Linked DNA regions of Mus musculus: regions 1 and 3 are each linked to region 2. Evidence: chromatin contacts called from public HiChIP or PLAC-seq data. All regions are on one chromosome and are shown on one strand. The core of a region is the stretch at or near the end of the contact, and the rest is flanking DNA. Distances in the headings are between cores, read along the strand shown.

What was found. HiChIP or PLAC-seq counts read pairs in DNA pulled down with a chosen protein or histone mark.
Region 1: an HNF4G HiChIP or PLAC-seq map of pancreatic cancer cells shows a contact between it and region 2. The contact joins the promoter of Epgn here to the enhancer-like site in region 2. A contact is called at or near these places in 7 of 39 promoter capture datasets (the 3T3-L1 cell line, 3T3-L1-derived adipocytes, cranial neural crest and 3 more), 2 of 115 datasets of contacts at active chromatin or transcription factors (intestinal villus epithelium and pancreatic cancer cells) and 1 of 9 other capture datasets (adipose tissue).
Region 3: a CTCF HiChIP or PLAC-seq map of the NIH/3T3 cell line shows a contact between it and region 2, with 17 read pairs. The contact joins the promoter of Ereg here to the enhancer-like site in region 2. A contact is called at or near these places in 11 of 39 promoter capture datasets (the 3T3-L1 cell line, 3T3-L1-derived adipocytes, the HPC-7 cell line and 6 more), 1 of 15 datasets of contacts at CTCF or cohesin (the NIH/3T3 cell line) and 2 of 9 other capture datasets (adipose tissue and pancreatic islet).

Annotation. Positions count from the first base shown.
Region 1 is chr5:91,025,982-91,029,012 of GRCm38.p6, forward strand. It overlaps Epgn (epithelial mitogen), which reads left to right and starts at 1,536. Exons shown (of 5, transcript NM_053087.2): 1 at 1,536-1,584; 2 at 2,319-2,405. The coding sequence starts at 1,542.
Region 2 is chr5:91,240,006-91,243,070 of GRCm38.p6, forward strand. No RefSeq gene overlaps it. Among named protein-coding and RNA genes, the nearest start is that of Gm23092, 24 kb to the left of the region's middle. Within about 2 kb of position 1,771, at least 38 of the 459 cell types and tissues checked have an H3K27ac peak or open chromatin away from gene starts, as enhancers often do. A contact at or near this core is called in the NIH/3T3 cell line and pancreatic cancer cells, where this site is marked.
Region 3 is chr5:91,073,227-91,076,235 of GRCm38.p6, forward strand. Ereg (epiregulin) reads left to right here and starts at 1,391. Exons shown (of 5, transcript NM_007950.2): 1 at 1,391-1,579. The coding sequence starts at 1,534. It overlaps Gm19610 (a long non-coding RNA gene), which reads right to left and starts at 1,709. Exons shown (of 3, transcript XR_001784889.2): 1 at 1,448-1,709; 2 at 1-152.

The DNA of each region.
Region 1 (3,031 bases), core at 286-2,785, 210 kb before region 2:
GATAGGTAGGTAGATAGATAGATAGATAGATAGATAGATAGATAGATAGATAGATAGATAGATAGATAGATTCCAGAAATGTCAAAAGACTTGTGATAGTATTTTAATCCTTAGTTGATTACGAATGAAATTATCCACAAGGTGCTAAGACAATTCTTTAACTTATAATTCAACTATTATTTTCTTGTGAAAAATAATGCCCAGAAATTGATGTACTAAATAGTACTTTAAGATCATAAAACTAGAGCTACAGTGTGCAGACACAAGAAAGGCAAGTGGTACATATTCCTTTAGCTTTGAAGTGATGACTCTTGTGGTAAGTGATTGCCCAAGCTGTAATGAGTGCAGCAAGCTCATGCTTGTGTAATTTCTAAAGCCAAATTCTTATTTAAATACGGAAAGGGATCTTTTCTGATAAATCTAATTTGCTTGGTGGACATGATTCACACGGTAACCAATTTTGAACAAGTTTTCAAGGTTCAGAAAATATAAGCAGATAAAACTCCAGGTAGAAAGGCATACCACTTCAGCAAACTATATTCATATTCAAAGTTATTTAGGGCAGTTAAAATTTACAAGTAACCCCTACAGTTTAAACAAAAAGGCATAGGCATAATTACATATTTGGGCTTTTGTAATCTCATTTTAATCATTACTGGGCCAACAGTAAAAATAAAACCTTGAGTTTGTATGCAATTAAGACTAGCTGCTCATTAGATTTAGCCAAACTAGAGGCTACCTCAATGAAAAATTTGTAATGGCTATTACCACCATACATAGGTTCAATATTATTAATATATTGATTCTCTGCAGCCTACCATGAGGACAGACTTAAGCACTGTTGATCCTAGAGCTTAGCAGTTCATCTGATTTCTTTATAAGGCATTAAATGCCAGAATGACATAAAGGTTAATGTTATAGTATTAGAAGTAATTTTATTTAATTAATAAACTTTATCACACATCCAACTAATTAACAAAAATAAAAATGAAATAAGAAACATGTTTTTTTAAACCAAAATTGTGTTCTTATTTATAACCATATGAACAAAGTATTTTTAAAATATGCTTAGGACCTTTTTCAGTGGCCATAATGGAAGGTAAGCGGGGCAGCATCAGAGACTTTCACAGACCCTACCAGATTATCTTGTCTGCTGTTCTGCAGGGATCTTGGCTGTGATCCTTCATAGTCTACTAGAAAAGCTGTGGTTCAGTTCACAGCAGCAGGGAATTTTCCACATTTGCATTCATTTTTTAATTTTAAGAACGTTGACATGGACAATTATGCCCACAGGTGACAGGAAACCTGTGTTTCAAGAGAGAACTTGATCACATCTCTAGATAACCTAGGTATCCTAAACAAGTGTGCGAGTGCCCGCAGGCTTCATGCTGCTGCCAGGAGCACATAGTTTTTGGATTGGTAAGAACAGCCAGATGACGCTTCGTGAAATATAAATGGAAGAAAGACTCAGAGAGTGCAATAAAAACCCTCCACCCTTCCGTCTAGGAGGACCAGAGAAAGAACTTGAGCAGCTTCAGAATATGGCTCTGGGGGTTCTGATAGCAGTCTGCCTCTTGTTCAAAGGTGCGTAATTCCATTTTTGTTACCTTTGTCCCACCTTACAATGGGAAGATTTAGTTCTCTGGATTCAGAGTTGTTCCCCGGCAATGATCAAAACAAGGAACGTGTGGATTAATTATGTTTTTAGAGAATACATGTCTCTCTCTCCCTCTCCCTCTCCCTCTCCCTCTCCCTCTCCCTCTCCCTCTCCCTCTCCCTCTCCCTCTCCCTCTCCCTCTCCCTCTCCCTCTCCCTCTCCCTCTCCCTCTCCCTCTCCCTCTCCCTCTCCCTCTCCCTCTCCCTCTCCCTCTCTCTCCCTCTCCCTCCCTCTCCCTCCCTCTCTCTCTCTCCCTCTCCCTCTCTCTCCCTCCCTCTCCCTCTCTCTCCCTCCCTCCCTCCCTCTCTCTCTTTTCTCTCTCTCAAAGAAGCCTGAAGTGTTTACTTTTCATAATTGAAGCACACTTGATAACAGCTACTGCCCTACAGTAAGCTGTGCGTGGTGATTAAATGAGTTATGTAAATACATGAACTTTCTCCTGAGAATGAGTGTATTTCCTTGTTCCATAATTGTACTCTTGTCAAGGGGACAGCTAAAAAGTACTCTGGAACTGCCCTTGTCAGGTTCTGGATCTCAGTGGAAACAATGAGTTAGAACCAGAACAGAAGATGGGAACCCCAGGATAAGAGCCACTTTGGGTCTGTCATTCATAGACAAACGAAGCTCACGTGTGACAGATGTTCTTCCTCCTCTACCACAGCAATGAAGGCAGCACTGAGCGAAGAAGCAGAGGTGATCCCTCCTAGCACAGCACAGCAGAGCAACTGGACATTTAACAACACCGAAGGTATCTTCTTCCCCCTTTATTTCAAGGGACTTCTTTAAAACTTTTGACAGAACGTTGCGTTTGATGGAGAACATTTGAAAATTTTTAACTAAAATTTTTTAGATAATCAGCTATTTCAGAGAGATGATGATGCTAAACTGAAGTGATAGGTAGGTGTGCCTGCCAAACACTGCCTTTCTTTCTTTCTTTCTTTCTTTCTTTCTTTCTTTCTTTCTTTCTTTCTTTCTTTCTTTCTTTCTTTCTTTCTTTCTCTCTCTCTCTCTCTCCCTTCCTTCCTTCCTTCCTTCCTTCCTTCCTTTCTTTCTTTCTTTCTTTCTTTCTTTCTTTCTTTCTTTCTTTCTTTCTTTCTTTCTTTCTTTCTTTCTTTCTTTCTTAAGAGAAAGAAGTGAAGCAGGGATGAGAAAACCTGCCTATCTTCCACTACTCTTCTAAATGTGAGCCCTGCCATGGGTTCTGCTGGGATTCTGCTTGACTTCCAATGACCCTTTTATACTGGGTATAGTTGAATATGCTTTGACATTCTGGAGGAGAGACATTGTATTTTGATCTGGAGCAGGAAGCTTGGTAGCCACAGAAATGACAAGAAGCGGTGCTTTTCTCCATCTTCGGGAAGGTCTTTTCTCGTG
Region 2 (3,065 bases), core at 521-3,020:
GAGCAGCTTCAGTTTCCTACTGACCTTAAACAAAACAAAAACAAATGGGTGGGTAGGAGAGTGGGGGGGGGGGTGAGCGCCTTTTGGGATAACATTGGAAATGTAATTGAGGAAAATACGTAATAAAAAATTATAAAAAAACAAAACAAAACAAAAACATGGTTCTGTAGGCATTTTGGCTCATTCTCATGGTTATAGTAGAAGAAATGAATGGTTTCTTGTGACCTTTATTTTAATCTTGAATGGATGTTGAGGTCTTTTTATGTGGATGATGTTGGATCTCAAACATGTTGTTGTATAAACTTTCCTATGGAGTAAATATTTACATTGGAACAAAGGTCTATCTTTTGTAGATGTCTACATTTCTGAAATACTTTAGATTTCAAGTTTTAAAACATTCTATCAAGTTCTTTTTCTTTTTTACCAAATTCTTTACCAAAATATAGTTTGGGTACACACACACACACACACACACACACACCAAATAGTATATCAAAATTCTCCTATGAAATAAGTAAGTAAAAAGTGTGAAAGAAACCATGGCCTGTATCATGCATGGAAAGTTGTTTGAAAGCTTTTTATTGCCAAAATATAGTGTGAAAGATAAATTGCAATATAGTGTGAAATTATTTTTGTTTTGTTCTGCTTGAGGCAAGGTCATGCTATGTAGCCCTGGCTGTCCTGGTACTTGCTACGTAAACTAGGATGGGCTTGAACTCACAGAGATAAGACTGCTATAGTGCTGCCTCTATAGTGCTGGAAGTAAGGATTTGTGTCACATGGCTAATGCAATGTTATACAATTTAAAAGAGATGTGTATACATAGAAGTTTAGAGACACTATGGCTAGCACTGTGATGCCTAATTCTTGCATTGTTTTTTGTTTTGTTTTGTTTTGTTTTGTCTTGTCTTGTTTTGTGTTTTTCTTTTCTTGGAAAAATAATTGATTTCTCTGATTTAGACTGTGGCCTACTAAGTCTTTATCCAAACTCCTAGATTCTAGCAAGGACCATAAATTTTCATGGTGAGAGATATGTATCAATAATATCTTATTCAGCTAAGAAACCCCAAAACAAGAAGTCAAGAATAATTTGAAAATATATAATTATAATGGGTGTGGTCAAGGTAATGGGCCATATAAATAACATGGTCCCCACACTTATCGAAGGAGTAGGCATTTAATTTGTCTCATGTTGCTGATGTCATACAGCCAATCACAGAGACACAGGGATTTGAAACTTATGGGATGATCATTAAATCTTGCACAGGAGGAATCTAAGGCCTGGATGGGCTGGCACACCGTGGAATGATTTACTTACCACATACATATTTTGGCTAAAATTAAAATATATTACATTGGGCAATTTATAAAAAGATTCTGCCCCAGATGTTAATCACATTGTACATGAAATAGTGTAAAAATCTGAACAATAAAAATCACAAATACTTCCGCATTTTTAAAATTCAGATAAAGTCAAAGAGTGTAGCAAATTATAGCATATGTTTTGAGTTCTGTACATAATTTGTCATGGAGAATTTTGTAATTGCTCAGTTGCTAACTGGATAAGGGTGAAGGTTAGGATATTATTTTACTGTAAGTTGTCATTTATAAAAGAGCAACATAGAGGCAAAGTGACTGTCAGAGGAAACTTAAATAAGAAGAGAATAGCCAGTGATGTGATCCAAAAGTTCTTCACAGCTTCAAAGCAGTGTAAGAACAGAAGAGAAGAGGGCAAATGGGAGAGTTGCCAGAGACCAGCCTGGGGCCTCATACCATCCTTCAGAGTCATTCCACTTACTAAATACATAGCTATTCATCTCAGTAGCTGTCTGGATCCCAGATTACTGCACCTTTATTTAAAAAATCGCTTAACAGGAAATGAGAATGCTTAAATATTCTCATCTCGGGTCCTGGAAGCAAGTGCTTAAGGAGTACCATTGGGAGCGTGGGGTGTTTGCTCTCAAAGAATGAGTGTATTTGTTTATTAGTCATTACTTTATTAACTGAAATAGACAATAAATGTGTGACTAAGAATCCGTGAGAATGAATCAGTGACATTTATACCTGGGTGGTTCCACTGAAACTTATAGTTTTTAGATTAGATTGGAGCAATTACTTATACTCTGTTTGATTAATGAATGAGCCGGATTCTGGTCAGACTAATCCTGAATCCCCACTGGGGTCAATGCCCTCACAAACACCTTTAAAGAAATAATGAAAAAGTGAATTATTTCCCAAGTGCTTTTTTTTTAATCCCTTACATGGGGGAACACAGCTCTCTGCCCCAGGCCAGGCAGCACTGTCTTTTATCAGGGAAAACTGATAGGGACCTGAAAAGCTGGTCAGACCTTGACAAACAGCTTTCAGGAAGGGTGCCTGCTGCCAGGTTACCAGACAGAGCTCAAGGTGAAAGATGTAGTCTTTTAAACTTCATGTGTTGTGATTTACATTGAACCCCAAAGACTGACTCTTTATGGTCAAATCCATTAAGATGCTTCGTGACTCCAGGGTGCTCTATTATCCATGGGATATTCTACTTACTATTTAGATTGGTTAAAGCATTATGAAATACCTTTATACATAAATATTTAGCAAAAATTCAGATTATAAAATGTCTGAAGAATTAAACATATTTGCTAATTTGACACATAAAAAGGAATGTGTTTATTTTAGTTTATGTCTGTATATAGCTCAATGTCCTAATTTTCTGTTCAGTTAGTTATGGTTATTTGCCTCAATAATTAATGGAAATTGTTTATATATAACTTCTGTGATCATTTTTTTCTGTCATTGTTTTCTGTTGGACAGATTTTCATGGTTATTTATATGCCTTTTAGTTATATACAAGTTTTTATTTGAGCAGAGTATTAATTAAAACAAATGTAATAATTTATTGCCTTGTGACTTCCTCCAGGAATTTAATATTTAGACAACTATATGACAACTGCGTTTTCTTCCATTATTATTATTATTATATATAATAAAATGTGAAAATCTCTCCATATACAAAATACTATAATTTTAATGTTACATTTAAACATCTCAAACATAATGTTTCATAGAAC
Region 3 (3,009 bases), core at 141-2,640, 170 kb before region 2:
TAACTAGTCTTAAGCCTCCTTCATCATGAGCCGGGGTAGAAAGACTGAGCAGGCTTTTCAAGGATTTCCATTCAAATGTTTAAGTCTTCACCACGAAAAGAATGCAGTATTGCTTTCCAACAACAAAATGTGCGGACACTCAAAGACCTTGACTTAAGGGAGAGAAAATAACAGGAAAAAAAGAATTTATAAACAATCCATTTTCTAATTTTGAGCTAGAAAATCAACAAATGTACTAGGCAAAAATCATTCAGATTCCATTTTCCATCCCAATCTCTTTGTGTGTTAAATTGACTATTCCTAATCTCTCCAGAGGAATGTAACTAAAACCCAGAGGGAGGAAAAACCCCTATGTCTGTAGAGATATGAAAACCAGACTTATAAATAAAAACCAAAGCATACACAGTCATTTAACCAGAAGCGCAGGGCCTAATCTAGATTCTATGAATCAAGGGAAAAGGTATCTCAAACCAGACAAGATCCCTGTGAACTCACACATCCCGGGCCTCGAGAGCCACGCTAAATAGACTAATTCGCCTAGTTCCTCATAAAAGGCAGCCTTTCCCCCAAGTATGACTCCATCAGCAATGGGAGGAAACTGCGAAGAAGCAGAAATGGTGAGGTGGTGAGCCAATTTGTCTGACAAACTAGTGCGAGCTCAGATAAGGACCGATTCAAGTTTGCATTTGAGACAGGCACAGAGAACTGGAAAGTTGTTGTAGCAAGGAGTGCTGGATTAAGGCAGTGTTTGGAGTTGTTAACTCAAAAAATTTGCCAATAGATAGCAAATAGGACAGAACGGACAAACAATATAGGGCTTTCTTCATAATTACTAGACTTTGAGGTGATAAATGTCTGAATCACATTGGAAGCTGAGGGGCTGAGAAGGAAGGCGTGAGGGTGAAAGGCATTTCCGGGCATTTGAATAGGAGCAGAGAGCTCTGGAGCCAGTGACATGCTTCAAGTATGTTCCCAAACAGGGAGTTATTCCGGCCTGAGTTGGCAACTCAACTCTCCAAAAGTATGCGCTGGAAACACAGCCCTGACTACAACAGTCACCCACAGCAACTAAAGCCACCCACTACCCGGCAGATGACCCCATAGAGCAAACCAACCCATCTGGTCCAAGCTCCCCACCTCCTCGGGGCTTGAGTCCGAAGACAAGGAGGATGGAAAAGTTTGGGGAGTAGCCACACTAGAAGGACATTCATTCCTGAAACCCTCCTCTCAGGTGTTCCTGAGAGGGAGGATGACATCTGGCCAGTCCTCCGCTGGCCACCACTCCTCCCCCCGGGGGGTGGCATTAGGAAACCCTGGACAACCCGCTAGTAAGTCCTCGCGTGCCTAGGCACCTCCCCAGACTTATAAAGGTCGCTGCGCTGCGCCGAGTAGCTCAGCTCACTTGCCTGGCTGCTCAGAGTCACAGCGACTTGGTGGGCTCTGGTACCTGGATCAGCTCGGTTCCAACTCAGCCACAGGCACCTTGCTCCCGCTGGCCGCCGCGCACTCCGCAAGCTGCACCGAGAAAGAAGGATGGAGACGCTCCCTGCCTCTTGGGTCTTGACGCTGCTTTGTCTAGGTAAGCCCTCGACGCCCCCAAGAGGAGAAGAGGGGGAGGAAGGCGCGGTGCATTTGTCATAGGACAAGTATGGAGTTGTTAAAGTGCGCTCAGTCTAAGAGGATGTCTTCTGTGAGTCTGTCTTTCTCACTGGCGGGGCTGGGGAAGTGCGGGATGGTGCGACTTGGTCGGTTGACGTTGCTTTTTGTCGATAAATTCATGACTAGTTTATGTTATGCATGAATTAATATCAATTTTACTGAAAAAAACTTTTTAAAAGTTTTAAAGGTTTTCTCCCCCCCTCCCCGCCCCCACTTTCTTTTGAAAATTGAGCAGTTCTAGAACCCCAAAGGTATGGACAGTATCTCTGATAGATAATGATTTACTTTCTTAGGGTGGTGCAGGAAGAGATTGCTTCAGCCTGCTAGAGACCTTTGTGCAAAGGACCAGTTTACAACCAGGGGGCTCTGGGATGTGCCTGCTCCAGCAGGGCTGCTGGGGCCAAGGCTACCTGGTCAGGTCCAGGAAGCAACTGCCAACAGACTTCTCACCTGCTGCTTTCCCCAGCAGCCCCTGCCTCCCAGGCTTAAAGATGGGTAGTTTAGAGAGGTTTTTGTTTGTTTTATGGGTAGTTTTCTTGTTTGAAATGAGTTAGCTCTGTGGGCAGGGGCACAAATGTGGGAATCCCATTATTTGCAAAGTTTCTCTCTCTCTCTCTCTCTCTCTCTCTCTCTCTCTCTCTCTCTCTCTCTCTCTCTCTCTCTCTCTCTCTCTCTCTGCTTTATTTTGTTTAACCAATTGTCCCTAATTTCTTAAGTGCCAGATGATTTAAGAGTTATATATAAACTTTCCCAATAGATGAACGTTTTAATAAGGAAATAAAAGTTATCAATCCCACATTCTTCTTGAACTTGCAATGAGACAAATTTCCCTGAGACGCTTCCTGTGCAGGATGCGACAGTTAAATTATTATTTTGACACGCCTTACAGGGGTTGGGAACCCTAATGAAGTACATACTATGCATACTTAGAGATTACACGTTTAAGGGCAAGAACCCAAGTGGAAACTGGATCTGTGGTTTCTGTCAAAAATGAGCTAAGAATGCCTTGCTAGAAGAGCAATTTTAAGCAACGTGGCTTCACTGTGTTTAGTTTAAGGTCTCTGAAAAGGATAAACTCCAATCGGTGACAGTCTTCCTCAAGTTAGGCATGAACCTAAAGGTCACAGTGGTGGAGTGACTTTGTTTTTCCACTTACAAGGTGTATCCAGACAATGCAACTGTCTATTCTGTGCATCTCAGTGGATATGCTAATGTGGGATAGCAAGAGTCTGTGAATAATGGGGTTGCTAGCCGCCTAGTGCGGGGTGTGCTGTGTGTGTTTTTGTTGTCATGAAAGTGCTTAACTCCTTTATTGCAGTCCTTAATTACAGTTCACCTGTTTCATCAGGC